3 separate regions of the Mus musculus genome follow, and regions 2 and 3 are each linked to region 1. The links are chromatin contacts, called in public HiChIP or PLAC-seq and promoter capture Hi-C maps. All regions are on one chromosome and are shown on one strand. The core of a region is the stretch at or near the end of the contact, and the rest is flanking DNA. Distances in the headings are between cores, read along the strand shown. Region 1 holds the start of Kif21b (kinesin family member 21B). Region 2 holds the start of Zfp281 (zinc finger protein 281). Region 3 holds the start of Kif14 (kinesin family member 14).

Region 1 (5,020 bases), core at 1,810-4,309:
TTAGAGTACAGGGATTAGTGGATAAAAAGATCCCAGGCAGGCAGAGGTGGGACAGGTTGGGAATCTCTAGTGTAAGGTGGGCTAGCCTGGGTTCAAGGGCAGATGGGTCTGACTCTACCTAGCAGGGGTGAGGATTTGGGGGCCTTGTCACACCTGGCCCTCTTCCCCACATCCTGAAAGTTCCCTCTTTCTGACTCTAGGAGTCTAGGCCGCCAAGCAGCACTTTGAACACAGACAGCTTTACCTTTGTCCGGGCTGTAAATCAGGAGCCTCAGGGTCCCCTTTCTAACATCCCAGGCTGTCTTCCCATGCACACCCCTGATCAGCCCCGTCTCACTCTGCTCACAGGGCCAGATCCCAGGCCTTCACCATAAATGACTCTCATGGGAATTCGGAGAGGACTTCCAGGAAGTCAGGAAGACAGCTCTCTTTGTCAGCAGCTAGGAAACTTACAGCAGCGGGCAGTTCTCAAATCCTTGCTGCTCATAAATGTGCCACAGACTGCAGCCTCCCACCCAGCCCCTTCTTCAATGACACAGGTGGTGACACTGGAGGTGGGACATGGGAAGAGATGCTAAACCAAGGAGAATTCCCCCTAAAGCACATCGCTGGCACCATCTGCTCCTTCCCCCAGCCCAGTCCCACCCTCAGCTCTCTGATTAGAACCTGGGCTCTGTCCAGGCATTGTCTGCCTGCACGGCCGGTTGCCCATTGAGGTCTGGCGTGTGCCGGGCTGGCTGATCTAGAGCCAGACGGAATGAGTGGGCGGGGCTCTCACCTTTTTGGAGCCCTTGGAAAGGCTAGCGCTTCAGATGTTCAATTTCCACACAACTTCATATACACAGCTGACTCCAGTTAGGAAGAGCATCCCAAAGCCCTGGGTGCAGAAGGCAGCCACCAGCCCTTCTCTGTGGTAAAGGTCCCAGAAACGTCCCGATAGTCATTGTGGGAAGGAACACTAGCTTTCCCTTTATTTTCTATACAGGTGCCCATGCCCCCAGGCTCCTGAAGTGGGAACTCCAATATTTTACCATGCCAGGCCCAGACTGGGGAGTATGAATCAAGGGGGAAGGCCTTTGTTTGGCTCTCTCCGGTAAAATGGAGTCTAAAGGAAAGACCCCATGGATAGAGCACCCCGTCTCCTGTCCTGTCAGTCCAGGTTCACACTGGTTGGAGGTTGGGCTTCCATTTTCTTTTTACGGCAGGTAGCTCCCCTCTCCCCATCTGCTGTAGATGCCATATTGACATGTCTCACTCCCACCCGGCCCATGCGTGCTCCCCTTCCCTCGACCTCCAAAGGTTCCTGCTGCAATGTCAGCTTCAGTGGCAGCCTGGCTCCGCCCCACCAGCCCACCAGACACCTGCAGGGCTCCTCTTTGTCTCAGGCTGTTCAGTGCCAGGCAGAGTGTGTGCACGGGTGGTGTTCTGACTGCTGTAGGAGCTGCTGGACCAGCAGCCCTCAATCTCCCTCCCTCAGCACCTGAGCTATTATATACTAAGCCTCCGTGCCTTCTCTCTGGATTATACAGAGTTGGGGGGTGGGCATCTGCTCTGGGGCAGGAAGAGAGAACCTATCTCATCGATTTCTCTCATCTTGTCTATGAGCTTCTTCCCAGGATCCCTGGAATCTGGGTCATCTCTGACCCAGGGGATTTGAACACTTGTCTCAAGGACCTACCCTAGAATTTGACTGCTCCCCTCCCCCACTCTATAAGGCCAGAACCAGAGATGTATGTTCCTCAGTGCATCTGTGAGTTGGTGACCAGCTCACTCACATTGCTACTCTCCCACTATGTTCTTCTTAAAGAGAAGACCACAAAACACAGTCGGGAGAGCTGGTGGGAGGCATCTTCACTCTCTGCAAAGAACAGAGAGTTCAACTTTGTAGCATTTCCTGTCCCTGCACCTGTGTGCCCCTAGGAAAAGAACCCACTAAGTCCCGTCCTCTTTCCTCTTAATGTCTGCCAGATTACTTCTAATACCTACAGATATCGGGAATGGGAATCCAGATAAATCTAGGGGCCCTTCCCCCCTGCTCAGTTTCACCTTTGTGCCTGTGAATGTAGCATTAGGGTCCTGTCACCCCTTTCACCCCTTCTGGATTAGTCCCTCGGATACACCTTTTTCTTCCTCCCTAGCACCATCTCCTCTTGGGGCAGGACCAGCAGGGCTTTCTCCAAAAGCCATTGGCACCCCGTGGAAAGCCAAGGCACCATTCCAACCCTTTCATGGGTCCCACAACCGATCTTTGTCTGTTGTATCCGCTCCCAGGATGGTGAGCTGGATCAAGAGCGTAGAACTGGCTAACTGGGGTAGATGGGGGGAGGGGGGATTCCCTCCTATACCCCAGAATGAGACAGCAGCCTCATGGGGAGGACAAGAGGAAACACACAGACGCTCCGGCCTGGGCCAAAGCTGGGTGTGAAATACCGGATTTCCTTGTTTATTCGATTTTCTGATCATTAAGTGCTCCCAAGAGGGGCCAGAAATTACCACCCAAACAAAGCCACCTTCCATCAGTCCGCTGGGCCGCCGCTCCCCTGCGGCAGCCGGGCCAGCGCGCGTCGGCCCCTCCTCCTGGACTGCAGACTCCAGCTCGAGCGGTGCCCGCGCCCCCCGCCCGAGAACACGCGAGACAAAGCTCGAACCCCTCCTCGCACGCCCCTTCCCCGCCATCGACCCTTACCTGACGGCCACTTTGACGCAGCAGTCGCCCTGGCCAGCCATGGTCCTCCGGCACCAGGGTCTGGGCGCGGATCAGGGGCGGGGGTCCGGGGGCCACTGCTCCAGGCAGCGGCTGCGGCTGCAGAAGGCGGAGGCAGGGACCCTGCTAGCGAAAGCGACCTCGTAGGCTGGAGGTGACATGCTCGCAGGAGGCGGCAGAGGGGCTCAGCCGCGGCCGGCCCCACGGGGCTGGTCCCATGCGTCTCCTCCAGCCATCGCGCGGAGGTGCTGAGCTCGTTGACAGCGGGCAGTGAGACCCGCAGCTCCCTACAGCGCGGCACACGCGCGCGCACACACCTCCCACCCGGACCGCCACCTCCCGCCGCAGCGCGAACAAAGGGGGCGGGGGCCGAGCCACCTCAGGACCCACCCCCAGCCCCTCAGAGCCGCGCAGGGCCCCGCCCCTCCCAGAGGCCGCCAATAGAAGGCCCCAACGAGCAGCAGAGGCGGGACTTGAGCCTTTAAAGAGACCTCTTGGCTCCCGTCCATCGGGTGGCTGGGAGGGGCGGGGTAGGATTGGAGGGCTTGGGAGTGAAAGCGGGAGTGGCATGATGGACTCGTCCCTGGGAAGTTGACCATTCGGGAACCACGGCCCTCGAAGTCATGGTACCTCAGTCTCAGTGGGATCTTCCTTTCCTAAATGAGGAACGGGACTCAAAGAGGAACACCCCAAGGTCATACAGCGAGTCTGTGGCTAGGCATGGGTAAGAACCTGGTCTCTGGGCTGGGCGGTGTGCTGCACCTCAAAGCATCTCATAGAGATGAGCAATTTGCAATTTGAAAGAGTCAGCGAAGTGTCCCTTCTGCATTTATTTCGGTAAATCCGCCAACCTTTATTGAAGGGGATTCTTGTTGATGTGGAAGTAAATTTCCCCACCTCCACTCTGCAACATCTTTAAGCTCATAGTTTGCTTTGATGGCTGACTGGCTCAGGTTCTCCTCACTAAACCAGGGTCCCACTAACCTTTATGACCCACAGGGCCTGGTTCACACTCTTTGTGACAGTGGGGGGGGGGGGCGGGTTGTGTGTGGGGGAGTCGATGTGGGAGGCCAGATCTGCCTGGGAAGTAGTAGGAACAAAGAAGCACTTGACTCCAGATACCTGGGAGAAGCTAGAAGGCAAAGGAGGCCAGCGCTGCCATCAGAAATGTATATAAAGGATTAGCCCAGGAGACTTTTCAACACAGGGCTATGAGAAAGGAGACCAGTAATGTGAAGTCAAGTCCCATTCCAGTTCACCCCTGCACCCTCCCAGCCCCACTCTTCTCCCTGCCCCCCAACAACCAACATTAGGACCATTCACAGGGCCCCTCACCAGCTGCCCTCCCTTCCCAGGCTTCACCCAGCTCCTTCCTCTGGAAAAGGCCCAAGAGGAGGACCCAGCTGCAGCTCAAGATGTGGATGGAGACCTCTGGGGGAGGGGAGGCAGGGGAGTCTGGCTCCAAGCTTCTTGCATCAGCCTCAGATGATGAAACCCTGTGAGACGTCTTGGCTGGGATGTACGTTAGGGTCCTGAGGATCCACTTCTTGGTGCCATCATTCCCCACTCCCCACCCCCATCTGTGACTGCTCCACTCGGGAACCCAGGTGCCTGTTTGGAATAGTTTTAAGGGAAAATGTGAAAGTTAGGTCAGCTCATTCTTCCTACCCTCGTAGCAAACAGGAGGAGAGCCAGAGCCCCAGAGAGGTAGTGGTGATGGTGGTGTGTAAGGGGTCCTGGTGGGATCCTATATATTTTATTAATATTAGCATCTGAAACCCAAAGCCAGTGAATCAAATTCCTTAGAGCAAGAGACAGTGTTGGGAAATTGGGACGCTGCTCCCTGTCTTCTAACAAAAGGAGGATGTGGAGAGCTGAGCGGTGCTTACACGGGGAGGTACTTGGTGCTTTTGTTCTTGTTTGTTCTCCTAACCTTATGAGCCAGGTTCTAGCCTTCTCCCCTACCCCCAATTTTGCAAGTGGGGAAATAGTCTCATAAGCAACACACAGAAGATCTGGACTTCTGCAAGTGGTTCTAGGCGTCCCGATTCCTCTAAGGGATTCCTCTAAGGGCGTGCCTGTGGGGAAGGGAGCTGGATTGGCCCAGCTTTGCCCGGGGGTGCCACAAGCAACAGGCTTAGCTCTCCTGAAAGATAATGTGTTTTTACCTAAACTGTTCCCCCTCCCTCCCATCCCTGGACTTCTTTGGTACTTAACTCTAGCTTCCTGTTTGCCATAGGTCTGCTCAGACTTCCAGCAGTAGGTGACCTTCTGACTCAGAGCTCCGCTGCTGGGAAATGCCACCAGAGCTTTCCT
Region 2 (5,020 bases), core at 1,556-4,055, 490 kb before region 1:
TCCTGAGATGGAATCTGAAAGCTCGTTGAGGACTCTAAATTTTTCTGTTGTTCCTTCTGGCTAGTCAATTTCTGAGATGAGGACTGGAAGGCTGATGATGTCTCTAAGTTCTTCTGAGAATCTATCAGATCATCCAGCTCCTGGGAAGGTGTCAACTGCTGATGTGTAGCATCCAAAGCAGATAAATAAAGACCTGGTTGAGATCCAAACAACATCCCAAAAGGAGGCTTTGGCAACGAAGATGGCAGCACTGAGGTAACAGACTGGCCAAAACCACACTCCAAAGGAGATGTAGTGTATATCTGTTTTTCTGGAAACAAAGTGTGGTTGTGGAGAGGTGAAGACAAGCTGACAAATTGGAAACCGTGTCCAAGAGTAAAACCTGCATTAGTGGATTTTTCGAAAGCCTGTTGGAGGTATTTGGAGTATTCTTGCAACATGCTTGTTTTATCATTTGAAGGTGTTTGGGTGCCTGGGCTCAAATTTTCTTCTTGAACCAATTCAGAGTGTTCTCCTGAGGTGTGTAAATCCACTCGTGGTTCTGTTAAATTGAAAGGATCCTCCTTCTGTGTTTCTGATTTGCCAGAGTACTGATCCAAAATACTTTGTAAAACCTCATCAGGAATTCCAGACTTGTCGTGACAAGACTTAATTTCAGCATTTAGAGCTGAGGAGTCAATAAGTGACAATGGCGCCTCATTGTCCAAAACACTGACCCCTGCAGACTGAATGACTGACTGCTGGGAGACCATGTGTCCTACATTGATAGAAAAGGCACTGTTGCTGCTGGCAGTTGGTAGGTATCTTCTCTTCTTTGAAAACTGCATGGCATCATCATAATTACTACTTATCGGGCCTTGCTTGCCACTTGTACTTTGGAGAAGACTAATGGTCTCCACACTATTATTCGATACGATGCCAAGTGAGCCACCTGGCTTACCAGACAAGGATTTCTGCCCAACTACGTCTGGTAACGGTGACACAAAATTAAGGTAGCTTTTATCTGCATTCTTTCTGCTTCCTTTCTTAAAGATCAATTTTGGCACCCTTTTCTGCAGTTCATCTATTCCAGTGCCAATTATGCTCCCACTGGTAGACACAGTAGGCATTTCTACTGAATAACTCTGCATGTTTATATTGTTTGACATTTGTGATTCATTTGTTTTGCCAGTCTTGTGTTCCTTATTTTCAATAGCTATGCTTTTCGACTTCGACTTTCTCCTTGAGGAACTTGTATTTCCCTGAGACAACACAGCCAGGTTACCCATACTGTTATGGTTTGATGACCCAGGTTCTGCACTAGCGGCTCCTTTTGCTATGGCTTCACCACACGTGCGCCTGTGCTTCAACAATCTGTCAGTCCTTGAAAAATACTGTTGGCAAGTGTCACACTTGTATGGCTTTTCTCCACTATGTGTCCTCTTGTGTCTCTCCATATGGTACTTCTGAATAAACTTCATGCTGCACTGATCGCACCCAAAGGGTTTCTCTCTGCTGTGAATTTTCTCGTGTCTCTGCAGTAGGTATTTCTGGATGAAACCCATACTACACTGGCTGCACTGGAAAGGCCTTTCGCCCGTGTGGATGAGGACATGTCTCCGCAGGTGGTAGGAGCTCCTGAAAGCAGCACTACAGTGATCACAGATATGAGGTTTCTGACTTGGGGACAGGACGGCACCTTCTCCCTCTCCAACCAAAGGTTTGGAAGATGCACTTGGCTTCCTCTTGGCTTTGATTCCCTGAGATTCTGGCTTTGGCCTCTTTGCCTTTTTGACGTTAGCGTCCTGCTTTGGCTCCTGGTTGCCGTGCTCATCAGTCCTGCTACCGCTGCTCAGTAATACATCGCGGTGGTGCTGGGCCGGTTGCTGCTGGGCATGCTGGTGCAGAAGACTGAGGTCTTGGATGACGCCGTGGCTCCCCCCTTCCCCTCCTCCTAGGCCTGGTGATCGCTCTTCAGCCCCAGCGAACAGCCCCCCATAGTGGTGGTGGTGATGGTGGTGGTGGGACGGCTGCTCCTCGGGATCCGCAGGTTTCTCCTGCTTGATGCTCACCAAGGACTGCAAGAATCCCCAGGAGGTCCTCTGCGAAGGGAAGGCCGCGGCTGACGCCGCCGGCTCCTTCTTGAAAGTCATGTCCGGGGCTGGCGGAGGGGGGGGCTCAGCGGCCGGGGCTGCGGAGGTAGAGGAGGATAACACGCACTGCGGGGGAGGGGCGGCCGTCCCCGCCGGCCGGGTGAAGCTGGTGACCGGGGGAAGCCGGTGGTTGAACATAACCATACTCTGGGGGAAGGTGGGCTCCATCTCTGCTCTCCTGCCGCCGCCGCTGCCGCCGCTGGCGCTGCCGGAGCTGCCGCCGGAGCCGCTACCACCGCTACTGCTGGGACCGCCGCCGCCGCTAAGGAACCCGCTGCCGATTTTCATACCCCGGAGGAGGCCTGGCTGCGGAGAGGAGGGAGAGGAGGGAAGAGGGGGAACGGCGGTAGGGCCGGGCCCCGGGCCGGGACCACCGCAGCGTTTGGGACCCGCCGCGCCGCCGCCCAGCCCGCACCGCGCCCGGCTCCCGTCCGCAGCCCCGCCGCCTCCGGCCCGGCGCGCTCGACCCCGCGGCCTTCTTGGCCGCTCCCGCGCCCGCCCCGGCCCGCCGGCCACACTTACGGGTTCCGCCGCCGCCGCAGCCGCCGTCGCCTCCAGTTAATAAAAATAACGCCGTCCTCTCCACAATGGAATTAAAAGCCTCCCCGCTTCTGCGCAGCCGCGGCGCGGTGTCTGCCGGGAAGTCCTCGACCGGACCAGAGGGGCGCTCGGCGAGCCCCGTGCGCCTGCGCCTCAGTTTCCGCCTGGCTAGCCTGTCAATCAAGCGGGCGGTTGGGCGGAGCTGCTGGGGGCTAGGTGGGAGGGGCGGGGACTTGGAGGCGGACAGCGGAGGGTCTTCCGCAGCGAGGGGACGTGATTGGTGGCCCTGCTGAGGGGCAGACAGTGGCTGAGGGTTTCTAGGGAGAAGGCGCTCCGGAGGTGGAGCCCAAGGGGCGGGAAGTCCGGGGACGCCAGGAGAGCGTGTTGCAGCGTGGCGTGGGAGCTGCAGAGGAAGGGGTTAGGGAAGGTGGAGACACTGAAAACTGAACATTGGCATTTGGTTCACTTTAGTGTTTGCAATCCAAGTATTGAATCAAAATCAAACAGAGAATAGGATTCCTTAAGGTACTTGTGATTCTGCCTGAAAGCTTTAAACTCGTAACGGTATTGATTACAGATAGCTTTTACTCCTTTTCAGAATGGAGACAGCAATAACGCTTGTCTTTGCCTTTATTGAAGGAGCCTTTGAGACTGCCATAGAGGAGGGACCGCTGCAGAAAATTGTCTCAGTGCCAGCCTACCTGAAGGCTACGCAAAGGGAAACCACGTGTAATCCCAGGTGCAGCTGTCCTGTAAAACACGCCCACACACACTTCATCATCAGATGGTATTTAAATGCCACGTACTTTCTCAGTTGTCTGAATTTGCTTATTACGTTGAATACTAACTAGCCTCAAATACTGGCCATCGTTCTTGTTTAAAATCTCTGTTAGGATACATACCCCACTCTCCCAACCCCTCCAGTATAGAATACCTAGAAACTTGAAAAGTTGTTCCTTATTCAGTTGGGGGAAATTAGATAAAATCTTGAAATTAAAAGTTCTATCGACAAAACCAAATAGATATTAATTTAGTGCCTAATAATGTATAAAAGGCATTCACAGCGAGCATGCAAAAATCTAAACCAGCAACTTTCCTAGGTGTATTTATACACCACAGACTTTTTAATAAAAAGACCTGGAGAACAGTTATTTACATAGTGTGTTTTCTTAAAGAAATCACACGTCCATATTCTCATAGTGTTTCTCGAGATGACTTCTTGTAATAACTTCCTTGAGAAATTTTGCAATTAAAGCCATAGCGGTGTATTGTTTACCAACACAGGCCTCTCTGAGCCTGCCCAGAAACCTTAAAACTGTATTTTATGAATAGTTTCATGAGGCATTGTATCTTCCTAGCCCCATGGAACTACAGTTAAATTATTTCCTGAAACTACCAGGTATAGCTAAGCGTTGAACACTGAAAATTCAAAAACTTCAGACAGTAATAAAATATTAGTCAGTGCCAGTGAGAAATGAGGCTGTCCCTGTACTCAGGGTGTCCATGTTTAATGGTAAAGCTGGGCTGCACATAAGCCAGCCCAAGCATGAAGGGCAGTGGGACACTCATATGAAAGCCAACTTTGTTCTACAGTTATCAAGATAAGAAACCTGTCATTTCTCTCATTCACGCTGTCAGCCTTGAGCTACTCCAAGCAGACTTACCTCTAGGTTGTATACCCCATATATCAGGAAGATGAAGAGACCCTGTAAAATAAAACGGAGGGGGAAAGCTGTTAGCGCTAATCATTCCGCCAGTGGAAATGCCCGAAATAAACTTTCCCGGGAACAGACAAAAGAAGACACACTTCATCAACGTCCATTTATTTTCCCGTTTTTCACCATTAGAAGTCGTACCTTGAGCATTTATATGATAACACACCAGCACATCACTTATACTGGTTGTGCTATTCAATTCTTTGGTGATAGAAAATAGAAATAGTATCCTAACTACATGGAATAATAATTAGGAGGTGGCTAGATGATGAAACACTTAATATTTCTAAACTCCGTCTAAACTCCGTTTGGAGCAGCAACTTCAGTATATCTTATCATCTTTGAAGTTATAAAATTAGGAAATAATTGAAAGATTAAACACTACAGGTTACTGACATAGTTCAGTGATACTGTGGTTGCCTACTGTGGATAAAGCTTGAACCCCAGTACCAGTGAAACCAACCAACTCCTTTAAACCCTCAAACGAAAGAGATAAACGTAGGTAATAGGGACTGCGGACATAGCTCAGCAGTTAAGAGCATTTGTTTTTCTTGCATAAGATCAGGGTTTAATTCCCAACACCCACCTAGGGGGATCCTGCAGGCATGAACATGGCACATACATGGATGCGGG
Region 3 (5,020 bases), core at 1,447-3,946, 340 kb before region 1:
TTTGCTCCTCCCCTCCTGCGGCCTCTCTACCACCTCTCCCCCTTTCATGGATGTGACGCTTTTGTTAGTTTGACTTTCTTAGGACAACTCACCAGCATCTCTCTCCCTTATCACCACCACATATTTGCTTTAAAACAAAACAAAACAAAAACCTTTATATAACTTATTAACTTACCTCGAACTACTCTTTCAGTTCAAACTCTTTTAAGTTCCTTTGCTGAAATAGTGCTCACCAAATCCACTAAGTTTCCCACATACTAACAACTAAATACTTACAAGTGCCTGGCAGTGGTGGCGCACGCCTTTGCTCCCAGCACTTGGGAGGGAGGCAGAGGCAGGCGGATTTCTGAGTTCGAGGCCAGCCTGGTCTACAGAGTGAGTTCCAGGACAGCTAGGGCTACACAGAGAAACCCTGTCTCAAAAAAAGAAAGAAAAAAAAATTCTTACAAGCAATTTTATTGCACACGCATACACTCATTTATAAGTATTTTTACTTTTTTTTTTTTTTTAAAGACAGGGTTTCTCTGTGTAGCCCTGGCTTTCCTGGAACTAACTCTGTAGACCAGGCTGGCCTTGAATTTAGGGATCTGCCTGTGAGCTCTGGGACCAAAGGCCTGGCCTCCACACCCAGCTGACTTTTTAAAAGTCTTATCAATAATCTGTGACTCGCCAACTGCAATCACCTTTAAAGAAATATTCTATGCCTTCAAAATCAAGTGTGCTAAGCCTCTGCATTTATGAGCACTATGTACCAAATGCAGGTGATACGGTTGATGAATGCCATTCTAGAACATTCTCTGGGGAAGCTATGAGCTTGTGTGGCTCTTTGAAAGGAAAGAAGACATTCCCAAGCACTACAAATCAAAGATTTGAGAGGCGATTGCATGAGAGAATGAAATGACTCACTCAGGGCACCTCCCCCTGCCCCTGGCCACATTAGGTCCAGGCCTCACTCTGTAGCTTTGGCTGGCTTGGAACTTGTTTCGCAAACCAGCCTGGCTTCAAATCCAAAGATCCACCTGCCTCCTCCTCCCAAATGCTGGGATTAAAAGTGTGCACAATCCTGCCTGGCTCGGTTTCTAAAAGAGGTATGTGTTTGTGTGTGTATGCCTATATATGGGTATAAAATATAGATTTTAATTTTGTATTCTATTATAAAAATAACCAGTATAACTACAATCAAAGCCTAAACACTGGTGGGCTGAAGATGTGGCTCAATTATATCTACCTACATGGGGTCTTGGGTTCAATTCCCCGTACCAAGAGAAAATGCCAATGACTTTAAAGACACTGGCTTTCTAGAAGCAGAGTCTTACAGACACATAATGACATGGAATTCTCGGCCTGAGAGCTAACACGCCGGACGTACCTTTTGCTGAAAGGCCTCACGCGCACCGCCACGGTCACCTGACTGTTCTCTACTTTTAAGGAGTCTGGCTCTGTAAAGGTCTTCTGAACTAGACTGTTTTCTTCTGGAGGGAGTGTGCTTTCTCGTGAGCTTTCCCTTTTATTTGCAAAAAGAGAACTTTTGGGCCTCGGTTTAACTCGAGGGCTTGCAATCCTGTTTTTCAGTGTGGATAAAGCTGGGCTTTTCGGTGGAGGCAGGTCATGCCTTGGTGTCCATCTGTGTTCTGGGACACATTTTACCGGGGTCCTCGATTCTGAGCTCGCGCTTCTGAATGTACTGCCATGTTTCGGGATGTCCTTCCCATTGTTTTTCGGTGTGGATAAAGCTGGGCTTTTCGGTGGAGGCGGGTCATGCCTTGGTGTCCATCTGTGTTCTAAAACACATTTCACTGGGGTTCTTGTATCTGAGCTTCCAAATGTACCGACTTGTTTAGCAGTGTCCTTGCCAGCATTCCCACGGTGTGAGTTTCTTCCTCCTGACACTGGGGTATCAGACTTGCTCTCGGTCAGTTGCACCACTAAGTGTCCTGATCTCATAGCTTCAGTCTGACGCTGGGAACCCACAGGCGCTCTACTGTTTGTGTCCTTAACTGTCACCTTTTCATTAGAGGCACCAACGGGAGGACCTGGGTCTTTGCATCTCGTCAACCCGGTGTCGTTGGAGTCTTTCACGGAGACGACAGACGACAGGACACGGGTATCATTATTTACACCCTTTGCTTCTGTCCTCGATGCCTGGGAGGCAGAGTCACTTCCTGGGTTACCTCCCACAGGATTCAATGTCTCCCACTTTCCCACATAATCCGCTCTACCGTGCCGCCGTTGTAACCTAAGACTTGTGTCTGCTGTTCTTCTGTTTCCCAACTCACTTCCAAGTAAAGACGACTCTCTGTCCCCACAAGTAGCCCTTCTCTGGAGGCTCAGTCTCCGGGGGTCAGAGGTAACAGGAGTCTCTCTTGTTTTTTTACAGGCAGAGATAACATAAGTGCTATTTATGTCGATGGTTTTACTTCCAGCATTCACGAATGGATCATGATTCTCACACTCTGACATATCTGCCTTCAAGTGCAGTTCCAGCCGGCTGCTGTGGACGAGGCCACTGGATGCTGAAATCTTCTGTGAAGAAGAAACCTCCAGGCTTCCGATGTTGTGTCTGCTATGCGAAGTGTGTACTGACATCTTGGCAGCAAGCGATTTTTAAGAGGATGTGAAGGATCTAAGCCCTTCAGATCCTTGTCGGGGTGCTGGGCATTTTGTTCTTTTCAGTTTCCAACAAAATATCTGGCCGACTACAAAAAATGAAAAATAAAACGGTTACTACAAACTTTAAAAAGAGAGAGATCTTCCTACTACAGAAGCAAACTCTCAGAGGATGCATTGGACTAAACCACTTCCCACTGCACCTCCACACAGCCTCCTACAATCTCCACCCTCGAAGGACTTCACTTGTTATTCAACAAATATCTACTGAGGGTTCCCTTAGGAGCAAGGCACCCACAGACACTGCAGACTTCAAAGACAGGACCTCCCCATCCTTATTTCCTCAGCTTAGAAGGAGCTTACAGGTGACCTTAATCTCAACAAAGTGATTCAAGAAAGGTCAACACCTGTATGTCAGCATACTTTAAGTGCCCCCAGCTTGGAATCATAGCATCTAGTCTGATTAGTCTGCAGCAAAGTAGGTTTCTGAACACTTGTCAATGTATCCTAAATACAAGAATGCCTACAGAGGAGTTTAACACGATGTCACAAAGGAGGCTACTCTTAAGAAAGTACCACAGACATTATACACTACAAACTGCGTGTGTAGCCAGGTGTGATGGTCCGTGCCTGTGATCCCAGCCTTAGAGAGGCCGAGGTGAGAGACTGGAACTTTCAAGGCCAGCCTGACACTGTCACCGATGCCCACACCCCCTCAAGTTAGACAACTACACTATCTGTCACTTCTTCATTATACAACAAACTAGACAGGCATGCGTTTACACACATATAGGTAAATATAGGCCAACAATATCTGCCAGGCATTATCTAAAACAGAACAGTGCAAATGCCACTCTTCGTCATGCTCCTTAAATGGACGTAAACAACTCTTTAAAATTGAATTCCTGAGTCTACCTTACAAAATGTCACTGATTCAAACTATTTGGACATTGTTACAATCAAGGAACAAATTACCAGAAGCTCATTTTTAAAAGTTTGACAAAGAGACATTGTAGGAAGAAAGAAAGAGTTCGAGTATAAGCATCTCCCGCTAAACTTTCAGTGAAAATACAGAACCCTCCCAATATGAGGTGAAATTAGGGACAATATATCTTTGTCTTAGAAACTAAAAGCCATTTGCTCTTTGCATAGATCAACATGATTTTTGTTTGCAGAATTTCGGCCATCAGATCTCCAAGAGGACTGGAAGGAAGACAAGAGAAGTCGGTCACGACCACAGGCCGAGGCTCCTGGCGACTCTGGCAGTCTTGCCAGGCTGTGACAGTGTACCTGGACCCCTCCAGTTCGCCGCTCCACGCTCCGCGGCGCTGTTCTCGGCTTCCGGGTGGACAGAGCGACGCCCCGCGCCCCTTGCCCGGGACCCTCGGACTAAAGGGGACCGAGCCGCACCACCCACCCAAGCACCCCGGCCTGCTGGGCAAACACCGCAACGCTCTCAGCCCACCGGCTCGCTGGGCGAGCAACCTCAGCGCTCTCAGCTCGGAGGCGCTTCCCACTCCTAAGACCTCGACACTCACCATTCCCGGCACAGGCTCCCGTGGCTGCGGCAATTTGAATGCGCGCCTCGCTTCCTGATTGGTCGCTGGGCGTAGCGTCAAGCGCCGCGCCTTCACTCCTCCCCATCCCCGGAAGTGCAGCTTCTACCGCGAGACACACCCCGCCCTATCTCCTAGGTGACGGCCCGCCCCTCCTCTGGGCGGAATTGGAGCTCAGAGCTTGGAGCTGGGCGGTACCACCAAAGGGGCGGGCACTCACCTGAAGGGTTTTCAGGAGAAGCGACAGTGCCTCATCTATCCGATCCTTTACACGACGATCTGTAGGGAATGACCATGTGCCCCCACGTTAATTATAATAACACTCTGGTATTTCATACTCAAGTCGTTACGTGATGTCGTGGACTAAGTGTTCAGATGAATTAAAGTTTTGTTTTTTAATCCTGAATATTTTAATCAAGTATTAATGTTATGCCAGTCTGTTAATAAACTTGTGAATGATCTGACAAGTAGCAAGTGGTGTGGCTGGAAGTCCAAAGCTGTTGCGGTAAAGGTTACAATAACATTCTGAAACCTGAAAAAAGGTAATCACTAAAACCAAAGAATGATTCTAGCCAAATATTTTTCCAAATTAACAGTATGGAGATAATGGAAATGTATTCTGTAAGAGAGAAAAGGAACCCAGAAGTGCTTTAACTATATGAAAAATTACACGATAAAGTCAGTTTTTAAGATAATTTTTATTCCTTGACAATTTTTTTCTTATTGTTTTATGTATGCATAGGGTGTTTTGCTTGCAAGTAAGTCTGTACACCGTGTGTGTGTGTGTGTGTGTGTGTGTGTGTGTGTGTGTGTGTTTTCCTGATGTCCACAGAGAGCAGAAAAAGTTTTAGGGCATC

The links. Promoter capture Hi-C pulls out the DNA fragments that hold promoters and counts their contacts. HiChIP or PLAC-seq counts read pairs in DNA pulled down with a chosen protein or histone mark.
Region 2: a contact with region 1 is called in a promoter capture Hi-C map of pre-B cells. The contact joins the promoter of Zfp281 here to the promoter of Kif21b in region 1. A contact is called at or near these places in 2 of 39 promoter capture datasets (liver and pre-B cells), 4 of 484 Hi-C or Micro-C datasets (CD8 T cells, LSK cells, Th1 cells and 1 more) and 2 of 115 datasets of contacts at active chromatin or transcription factors (astrocytes and memory CD8 T cells).
Region 3: an H3K4me3 HiChIP or PLAC-seq map of the SCID.adh cell line shows a contact between it and region 1, with 27 read pairs. The contact joins the promoter of Kif14 here to the promoter of Kif21b in region 1. A contact is called at or near these places in 3 of 39 promoter capture datasets (embryonic stem cells, frontonasal cranial neural crest and liver), 8 of 484 Hi-C or Micro-C datasets (CD4 T cells, Th1 cells, erythroid progenitors and 4 more), 31 of 115 datasets of contacts at active chromatin or transcription factors (the 230-238 cell line, the SCID.adh cell line, T-cell acute lymphoblastic leukemia and 22 more) and 3 of 9 other capture datasets (adipose tissue, liver and pancreatic islet).

What each region holds. Positions count from the first base shown.
Region 1 is chr1:136,129,429-136,134,448 of GRCm38.p6, reverse strand. Kif21b (kinesin family member 21B) reads right to left here and starts at 3,059. Exons shown (of 35, transcript NM_001039472.2): 1 at 2,687-3,059. The coding sequence starts at 2,727. Gm15850 (predicted gene 15850) reads left to right here and starts at 3,266. Exons shown (of 3, transcript NR_046170.1): 1 at 3,266-3,428; 2 at 4,944-5,020.
Region 2 is chr1:136,622,686-136,627,705 of GRCm38.p6, reverse strand. It overlaps Zfp281 (zinc finger protein 281), which reads right to left and starts at 2,805. Exons shown (of 2, transcript NM_177643.4): 1 at 2,655-2,805; 2 at 1-2,434. The coding sequence starts at 2,420.
Region 3 is chr1:136,465,524-136,470,543 of GRCm38.p6, reverse strand. Kif14 (kinesin family member 14) reads right to left here and starts at 2,696. Exons shown (of 29, transcript NM_001287179.2): 1 at 1,370-2,696. The coding sequence starts at 2,586.